2 separate regions of the Ovis aries genome follow, and region 2 is linked to region 1. The links are chromatin contacts, called in public Hi-C maps. All regions are on one chromosome and are shown on one strand. Each heading gives the region's core, a stretch centred on a gene start, on an enhancer-like site or on the middle of the called end of the contact. The rest is flanking DNA. Distances are from core to core; before and after follow the strand shown.

Region 1 (3,753 bases), core at 837-3,336:
CTTTGAGGCCAGGGCCTCCACTCCCACACTCCGAAGCCAGGTTGGTGGCCTGGCCCCACAACAGGGATGGTCTCCAATTCCCACTTTGGATCACAGGATCCATCTCTGTGCACTGGGGAAGCTGCCTGCCCACTTGGGCTTCTGAGATGCCTTTTCTTGGTTTTGAGGTCCAATGCCATCACTGCCTTGGCGCCTCACAGAAGACCTGCTTTGATTCTGATTTCTACCCTCCTTAGTCTTTACTCACTGTATCATAGTGTACATTTCATGCTTTGCAGCAGCAGAGTTTTCTGAACACAATTATCTAGAGCTGTGTCCATAAACCTAAATAAGCACAAACGACATGTATAGGTTTCATGAGCTGATTGTCATAATGAATGCATTTTATAATTCAAATGATGTTGTAGATTTACAATCTATTTATTTTGTATCAATTTATTTGTAAATTTTGTGATTGTTTTAAAAGGTTTTTGTTCATTTCTATTATTCTATTTAGATAAATGATTTCTGTTCACCCTTCTAGCGAATGTGTGTTCCCTCTCTCCCCTATCACTTCTGCCAACACAGGCCTAGTGGGAAAGCTGGCAACACAGCAGGGCATTTCCTTTGAATGTACACTACCAAGTCTTACATTAAAAGAGAAGCAGGTGCTAGAACTTGAGCCTCCAACTTCCAGCCTAGTACACCAACTTCCAGCCAACAGCAGGGCTGTGTTCTCTTTTTCAAGGATCGTAATCTGTTCCCCATCAGTTCATTTTAGATAAAGATGCTGGGGTACCCACTGAAACTGCCCCAGACATTTGCAGCTCCACCACTAAAAACGCATTTCAGCTGGCAAATATCTTTAACTGTTTTATCCCTAGGCAAGCCCAGAGGCCTCATCCAAGCCTCTCAGTTGGCTCTTAGAGATGAAAATGGCTCTGCAGATCTTTCTCTGTGATGGGAAGCCTAAGACAATGGTTGCAAGAGGCACAGATGGTCTACCAAGTTAAAATCAAGGGCATGAGTGTGGTGAGTCATGGTCAGATGCTCTTCAGGATTCCGTGGGCCTGCCTGATTCCTGTGTGAGCCCCATCCTCCTCCTTACCCTCCTCGCTCACATGACCAGATCCTGAAGATCTTCCAGTCGAGGTTCATGGACCCTTTGTGATCTATTCCTAGACCACATCCTTTTGGATTCCTTTTTACCTCCCCTCTGTCTCAGTTCTACATTCTTCTGAGAATTGAACTTCTCAATGACTAGTCCCTTGTTTTTCCTACCATATTGCTTTAACCATGATGTTCTTGATCTGTTTTACTTACACTAGTCCTGTGGACTGGAGACATTTTAGTGAAGAACTGCTGACAAACCTGGCTAAGACACCACCTGACCTAACCACCTCTCCCACCTCCCCAGTCATCACCCCCAATTTCTTGAAAGTGGAAGAAGGCAGAGCTACATCCCAGCTAAGTGTTATCTTCTTGGGAGCCTGTTTGCTCTCCTTAGAAGAGCAAAAAGCAGGGCTAGGGAAGGAATTCTCTCTAGCATGTCTGCTCCCAGTTCGCTGCTTTGCTTGGTTTTTCCTGCTTTACTCACTTTGCCTAGGTGAGTCCTGAGCTCAAATCAGGAAATCCTCAAAGGAAAATGTCATTTTTCCTCCTGTGAAGATGAGGTTTGCCTAAGCCTTCCCTTTGCATCCATGGGGTTGCCTGCATGTTGGTTCATTCCTGAGCTGTATCATGATAAAAACTCTGGGGTTTTTATTTTATCTCATGCATTATGCTCTCCAGCGCCTCTCAGTAACCCAGCACTTCTGAGGACAAAGATAGTGATCAGATGGTCTTGTAGAGAAAGTGACCAGTACAAATGACCTTTTTGTAGCCTGGAGTTGATTTCTGGAAACACACTTTTTGAAGGTAATTTAATAGATAATTCCTTATTAAAGCCAAAATGTTTCATTATATGAGATGGCTAATAAATGTTTGGCTTCTTTGTATGATTGTTTTATCATTTTCCCTCCAAGATCCTCACATCTCTGCTCTTTCAAAAAGTCCGAGAACAAAGCAGTGGTTATAGTGCCTCTCTGTGACATTCTGGTGGCGTGACATCTCCCCTAGTGGATGACTGTGAGGCCTAAAGATGCAGGCGGGATTGGGTACCAGAATTCTTTGTCAGAGAGCTTTTCCTGCTAGGATATGAGCAACTACGAAGCACTCAAACAGTAGGCTTACACATGGCAGGAATTTTAAATGAAGCCAGCTTCCCTGTGACAACTCTAATACATCACTGACCCGAGGGCAGTGGGTCCAAAAACAAAGTTACTTGCTTCAAAATGCCCATACCCACAAACTAAACATTATCTTTGGTGCAGACACTGAACACTTAATATTTTTCAGTGCTGGGAAGGTGTGTGTGACAAGTCCTCTTTCCAGTTATCTCAGGAACTTGTGAGACTTGGAAGGACTAATGCTGTCTTTCATGTGAAGACTGTGCACTCAGCTGCTTGGGCTCGTGTGTGTGTGATGCGATTTCCATTGGCCTAGACTCTTCAGCCTCATCTATAGTCCCGGCCAAACACGGCTTTGGGAAGAGCACAGTGGGAGACCAGGGCATTTCGGTGAATATATATGTACCTAATTTGATTCATGAACCAATCTGTCTAATCCATAAAGTGGAGCAAAGGTATTTTATGGGCAGTGACTAGACCAAAATTTTCTGTCATTTTAAATTAGAAAATAGAATTATTTATAGTTAAGAGTTGATGAGCTTGAGAGGAAGTGTTCTGTGTTCACTCAGGAGTCCTTTTTTGGGTTAAAGCTCTTTAAAGGCACTTAAACTATTGTTTATATTTTAATTTTTATCTACCTTTGTGGGAACAAGTCAGATAGTTGTGGCCTTGGGAGGAAGACATGATGTCTGAGGGCAGGGGAGCAATGCTTGAAATTGCCAGGCTAAACAGAAAGACAGCCTTGTTCGTTCTGCAGCTGAAGGCTCTCTCCATAGATGACTCGCCCTCTGCTGGGCCTCCACGCTCAGCAGAGAACGCCGCGCTCTGCACTGAGTGCTGCTGCTCTCCTGCTCCGGGGGCGTGGGCTGGGGCCGTGTGGGTTCTGGGAGGCCACCTGGCTGCTGTGCGTGCGCGTGTCCTCCCTGGCGGCCGTGCCCCGAGTCTTTTTTTCAAGGCTTCTCAGGTAGCCCCATGGTTGAGGCTTCATTTTCAGGGCCTCCCAAAGCTGCGTATCATTTGAAATTGTTCCATTTGAGGAAAAACTTTAAGAATAGCTCTATGCTCCAGTCACCAAGAAAGAATGTCATGAGAAACCTAAGTGTTGAGACATAAACTACTGAACTGAAGAGTGGGATTAAGTGTATGGCAATAGTTAGATCATAGTTATCATTTTTCCCACCATCAAAGAAAGGTTAAATAGTTTCCATAATGTGGAATGTGGACAAGGCTCCTACCCTTAATGTAGACTTAGATATGCCGTTGTTTGTCTCAGGCTATTTGTGGTGAATAAGCGGAGTATTTTTAAATGCTGTGGCAGCCTTGGAAAAATTGCAGGGCTTTAAAGTTGCTGACAAAATATTTCTTAAACAAATAAATCTGATTTAGGAATATCTAAACATGGACAAAGTACTTTTAAATCTGACATGTCACTGCAAGTGGCTTTTTAAAGTGGTTGCTTAAAAACAACACTAACATGTCGAAAGGATTTGTAGCTCTTAGCTGTTCTGTTAAGACCTGCTTTTCCTAAAAGCACCTTAGAAAGGTT
Region 2 (3,753 bases), core at 723-3,222, 130 kb after region 1:
GTAAAGGGAACTTGAAAAATTGGTGTGATATTGTGATCTATAATAAGAAATACATATTTGGTCTTCATGCATTTCTAGCAGAGCTTCTAAAATCCTTGGAATTTCCTAAGTGATGAAAGTGATAAAGATGTCTTTTGTTAATGAGGTAACTCTTGGACCACTCCTAAAGGATGGGGTTGTCTGCCAGGAGAATCAACCATGTTTTTAGAGGGGTGGAACTCTTCCACACTTCTAGGGATGGGAGAGGGGGCCAGAGATCAAATCAGTTACCAATGGCCAATGATTTAATCATTCATGCTTATATAATGAAGCCTCCATAACACCCCAAAAGGATGGGGTTTATAGCACTTCCAAGTTGGTGAACATCTCTTTCCATGTGGCTATCTGCGTTATATCTTTTTAAAGTTATATCTGAGTTATATCCGAGTTATATCTTTTTAAAATAAACCAGTTAAAAAAAAAAAAAAAGAACCTCCCTAGTGGTCCAGAGTTAAGAATGTGCTTCTACTGGACGGGGCGCAGGTTCAATCCCTGGTCAGGAACTAAGATCCCTCATGCTGGCATGGCCAAAAAAATTTTTTTTAATAAATAGATAAAAACCTCAAAAAAACATACAACTAAACCAGTGATTTAATAAGTAAATGTGTCTCTGAGTTCTATAAGCCACTCTAGCCAATTAATCAAACCCAAGGAAGGAGGAAAAGAGGAGAGCAAAAAAGTTGGCTTAAAACTCAACATTCAGAAAACTAAGATCATGGCATCTGGTCCCATCACTTCATGGCAAATATAAGGGGAAAAGTAGAAACAGTGGCAGATTTTATTTTCCTGGGCTCCAAAACCACTTTGGACAGTCAATGCAGCCATAAAATTAAAAGACGCTTGCTCCTTGGAAGAAAAGCTATGACAAACCCAGACAGCATCTTAAAAAGCAGAGATATCACTCTGCCGACAAAGGTCCACATAGTTAAAGCTATGGTTTTTCCAGGAGTCATGTATGGATGTGAGAGTTGGACCATAAAGAAGGCTGAGCACTTTACGAATTGATACTTTTGAACCGTGGTGCTGGAGAAGACTCTTGAGAGTCTCTTGGACAGCAGGAGATCAAACCAGTCAATCCTAACGGAAATCAATCCTAAATATTCATTGGAAGGACTGATGCTGAAGCTGAAACTCCAATACTTTGGCCACCTGATAAGAAGAGCTGACTCACTGGAAAAGACCCTGAATATGGGAAAGACTGAGAGCAGGAAGGGAAGGGGATGACAGAGGATGAGATGGTTGGATGGCATCACCAACTCAGTGGACGTGAGTTTGAGCAAATTCTGGGAGATGGTGAAGGACAGGGAAAACTGGCGTGCTGCGTTCATGGAATCTCAAAGAGTCGGACACAACTGAGAGACTGAACAAGAACAAGGCCAGAGGGGCTGTGGGAACCTCTGACTTATAGCCAGTTGGTCAGAAGCACAGATCACACCTGGGATTTCAATTGGCATCTGAAGGCGGTTGGGCAGTCTTGTGGGATTGAGCCCCTAACCTGTGGGATCTGATGCCATCGCTGGGTAGTTCATGTCAGAACTGAATTGAGTTTCAGGACACCCAGCTGGTATCCAAGGATGGTTTGGTAGTGTGGGGAAACCTCCACACATCAGAATTGGTCCCAAACCATAATTAGCTAATAACTAGAGGAAGGTAGCCCCAAAGGTGAGAGAAGCTTGACTGTTGGTGTGGGGAGGGAAACAGCCAGAGGAGGGACTGAAGACACAGTGCCAAGAGGTCAGGAGAGGGGAGTCCAGCGCTCAGGTGACAGACTGCCTTGGATGGGAGGAGCGGCACCTCCCTGCGGAAGGGGGAGAAGAACAGAGGCTATCTGTGGGCTGGAGCTTAGAAAAGGGATGAGGGAGTCATGACATCAGAGAGCAGGTGAACTGGGAGTGGGGGCAGTGAGTAAGACGAAGGCAAGGAGGGGTTCTGACCGGAGACCGGCATGTTGGCATTTCTGAGCTGGAGCAGTCATGACAAGGTCCAGGGTGTGCCGGGCTGAGGTGGCAGTTGTGGCGCCAGAGTTAAAAGGTCAAGAATTATGGCATGGGTGATCCTGAGGAAGAGAGATGAAGGGGAGAAAAAAGTCTGGTGGGTTCCATCCTCAGAGAGATCAGGGGAAAGCAGTTCCCTGGTTTAAGACAGAATCACATTTTGAGATTTTGAAAAATAATTCGAAGTCCTACACCTCTTGAGGCTAAACACCTCTTGCCAAAATGTAAATCTGTAGCTTCCTCAAGAGTAGACCAAATATTTAGATCCCGTAACAGCCCGAAACCGTGGATCAGGAAACTTGCACGATTAACCCCTGGCTCTGTCAGTTACCAAATGGGTTAAATCTACCTTTCTGAGTTAGACTGGGGCCTGCTCTCCATTCATTCATTCAGCAAACATGCCTTCTTTCTGCCAGGTCCCAGAAATTCAACAACAAATGATCTTTACGGAGCTCACAAACAAGCAGAGGAACCAATCCTGACAATGCGAAAATTCTAGGGCAGAGGTAGTAGGTTAGAAAGTGCAGTGTGGCTGTGTGAACACAAAGATAGGAACCCAGAAGGGGGAAGGAGCACAGAAGAGTTAACATGAGATGAATCTTAAAGAAGGAGCAGAGAGCACCAGTCTGGGAATTGCAAGAAGGGCATTCTTGGAAGAGGAACAACAAGTGAAAGGGCACCAAGGGCCCGCATAGTCATGAAAGATAACAATCTGGCTTGGTAGAACTGCAGTTCTTAAATGGTTGTCTGCGCAAGAGTTGGCCTCAAGTACTCCAGTCCCTGACAGCAATGGATTTGGTAGGGTAGGAATCTGCATTTTTATCATTTTTTATTTTTTCTAAATTTCAGCTCCCCATGACAATCCTTATTCTTTTATTCAAAAAAATAGTCGCTTATTTTAAAATTTTTTATTTAGTATTTATTTATCTTTGACTGCCTTGGGTCTTCATTGTTGCATGGGCATTCTCTAGTTGCAGCGAGCAGGGGCTCTAGCTCTCTAGCTGCAGTGAGCAGGCTTCTCACTGCAGTGGCTTCTTGCTGTGGAGCACAGGCTCTAAGGTGTGTGAGCTTCAGTAACTGTGGCACATGGACTCAACAGCTGTGGTTCCCAAGCTTAGTTGCCCCATGGCATGTGGGATCTTCCCAAAGCAGGGATCAAACTGTCCCCTGCACTGGCAGGTGGATTCTTAAATCAAACTGGACTACCGGGGAAGTCCTAGAACCTGCATTTTTTCAAACAAATGTCCTCTATGCTTCTGAGGACAGTTCACACTGCAGAACCCTGGGGGAGAACACAGGGTTGCTGGTGGGAAGGAGTGAAGGTTGGGATAAGGCAGAAATTTTGGTCAGGACCACAGTGCTAAGGATGGGGGCTCAGTCTATAAGCAGTGAGGCACCTTTTGGGAGTGCCCTGATGACCTCTGTCCTAGAAATCCTAGTCTAGAGGTGGTACTGGCAAGAGCCTGAAGAAAAGGAGGGTTGCTACATTCAAGCAAGACATGAAGTGTTTCTTCAAGGGAAAGTGTGTTATTTAGAGATCAAACTACAATGAGGACCTGATCCTACCACCTATTCACTAGCTGGGGGTGCAGCCAAAACACCCTTGGGCTCCTAGGAGACAAAATCTCTTCTGAGGGAACAAATAGTGACAGCCACGATGGCCCACAGAGTGCACACAAGCCTACGCAGAATCCAGGCTAGGGGGCCACTCTCTGCGGTT

Evidence for each region. A called contact is a pair of places that touch in the nucleus more often than the background predicts.
Region 2: a contact with region 1 is called in a Hi-C map of mixed tissues, with 5 times the contacts expected there. The contact joins two enhancer-like sites. A contact is called at or near these places in 9 of 16 Hi-C or Micro-C datasets (blood, liver, mesenteric adipose tissue and 4 more).

Annotation. Positions count from the first base shown.
Region 1 is chr22:23,421,730-23,425,482 of ARS-UI_Ramb_v3.0, forward strand. CNNM2 (cyclin and CBS domain divalent metal cation transport mediator 2) reads left to right here. Exons shown (of 7, transcript XM_027960515.2): 7 at 1-1,976. Among named protein-coding and RNA genes, the nearest start is that of TRNAG-GCC, 130 kb to the left of the region's middle. Within about 2 kb of position 2,087, at least 8 of the 54 cell types and tissues checked have an H3K27ac peak or open chromatin away from gene starts, as enhancers often do.
Region 2 is chr22:23,547,034-23,550,786 of ARS-UI_Ramb_v3.0, forward strand. The region is part of intron 1 of NT5C2 (5'-nucleotidase, cytosolic II); the gene reads right to left. Among named protein-coding and RNA genes, the nearest start is that of INA, 27 kb to the right of the region's middle. Within about 2 kb of position 1,973, at least 8 of the 54 cell types and tissues checked have an H3K27ac peak or open chromatin away from gene starts, as enhancers often do.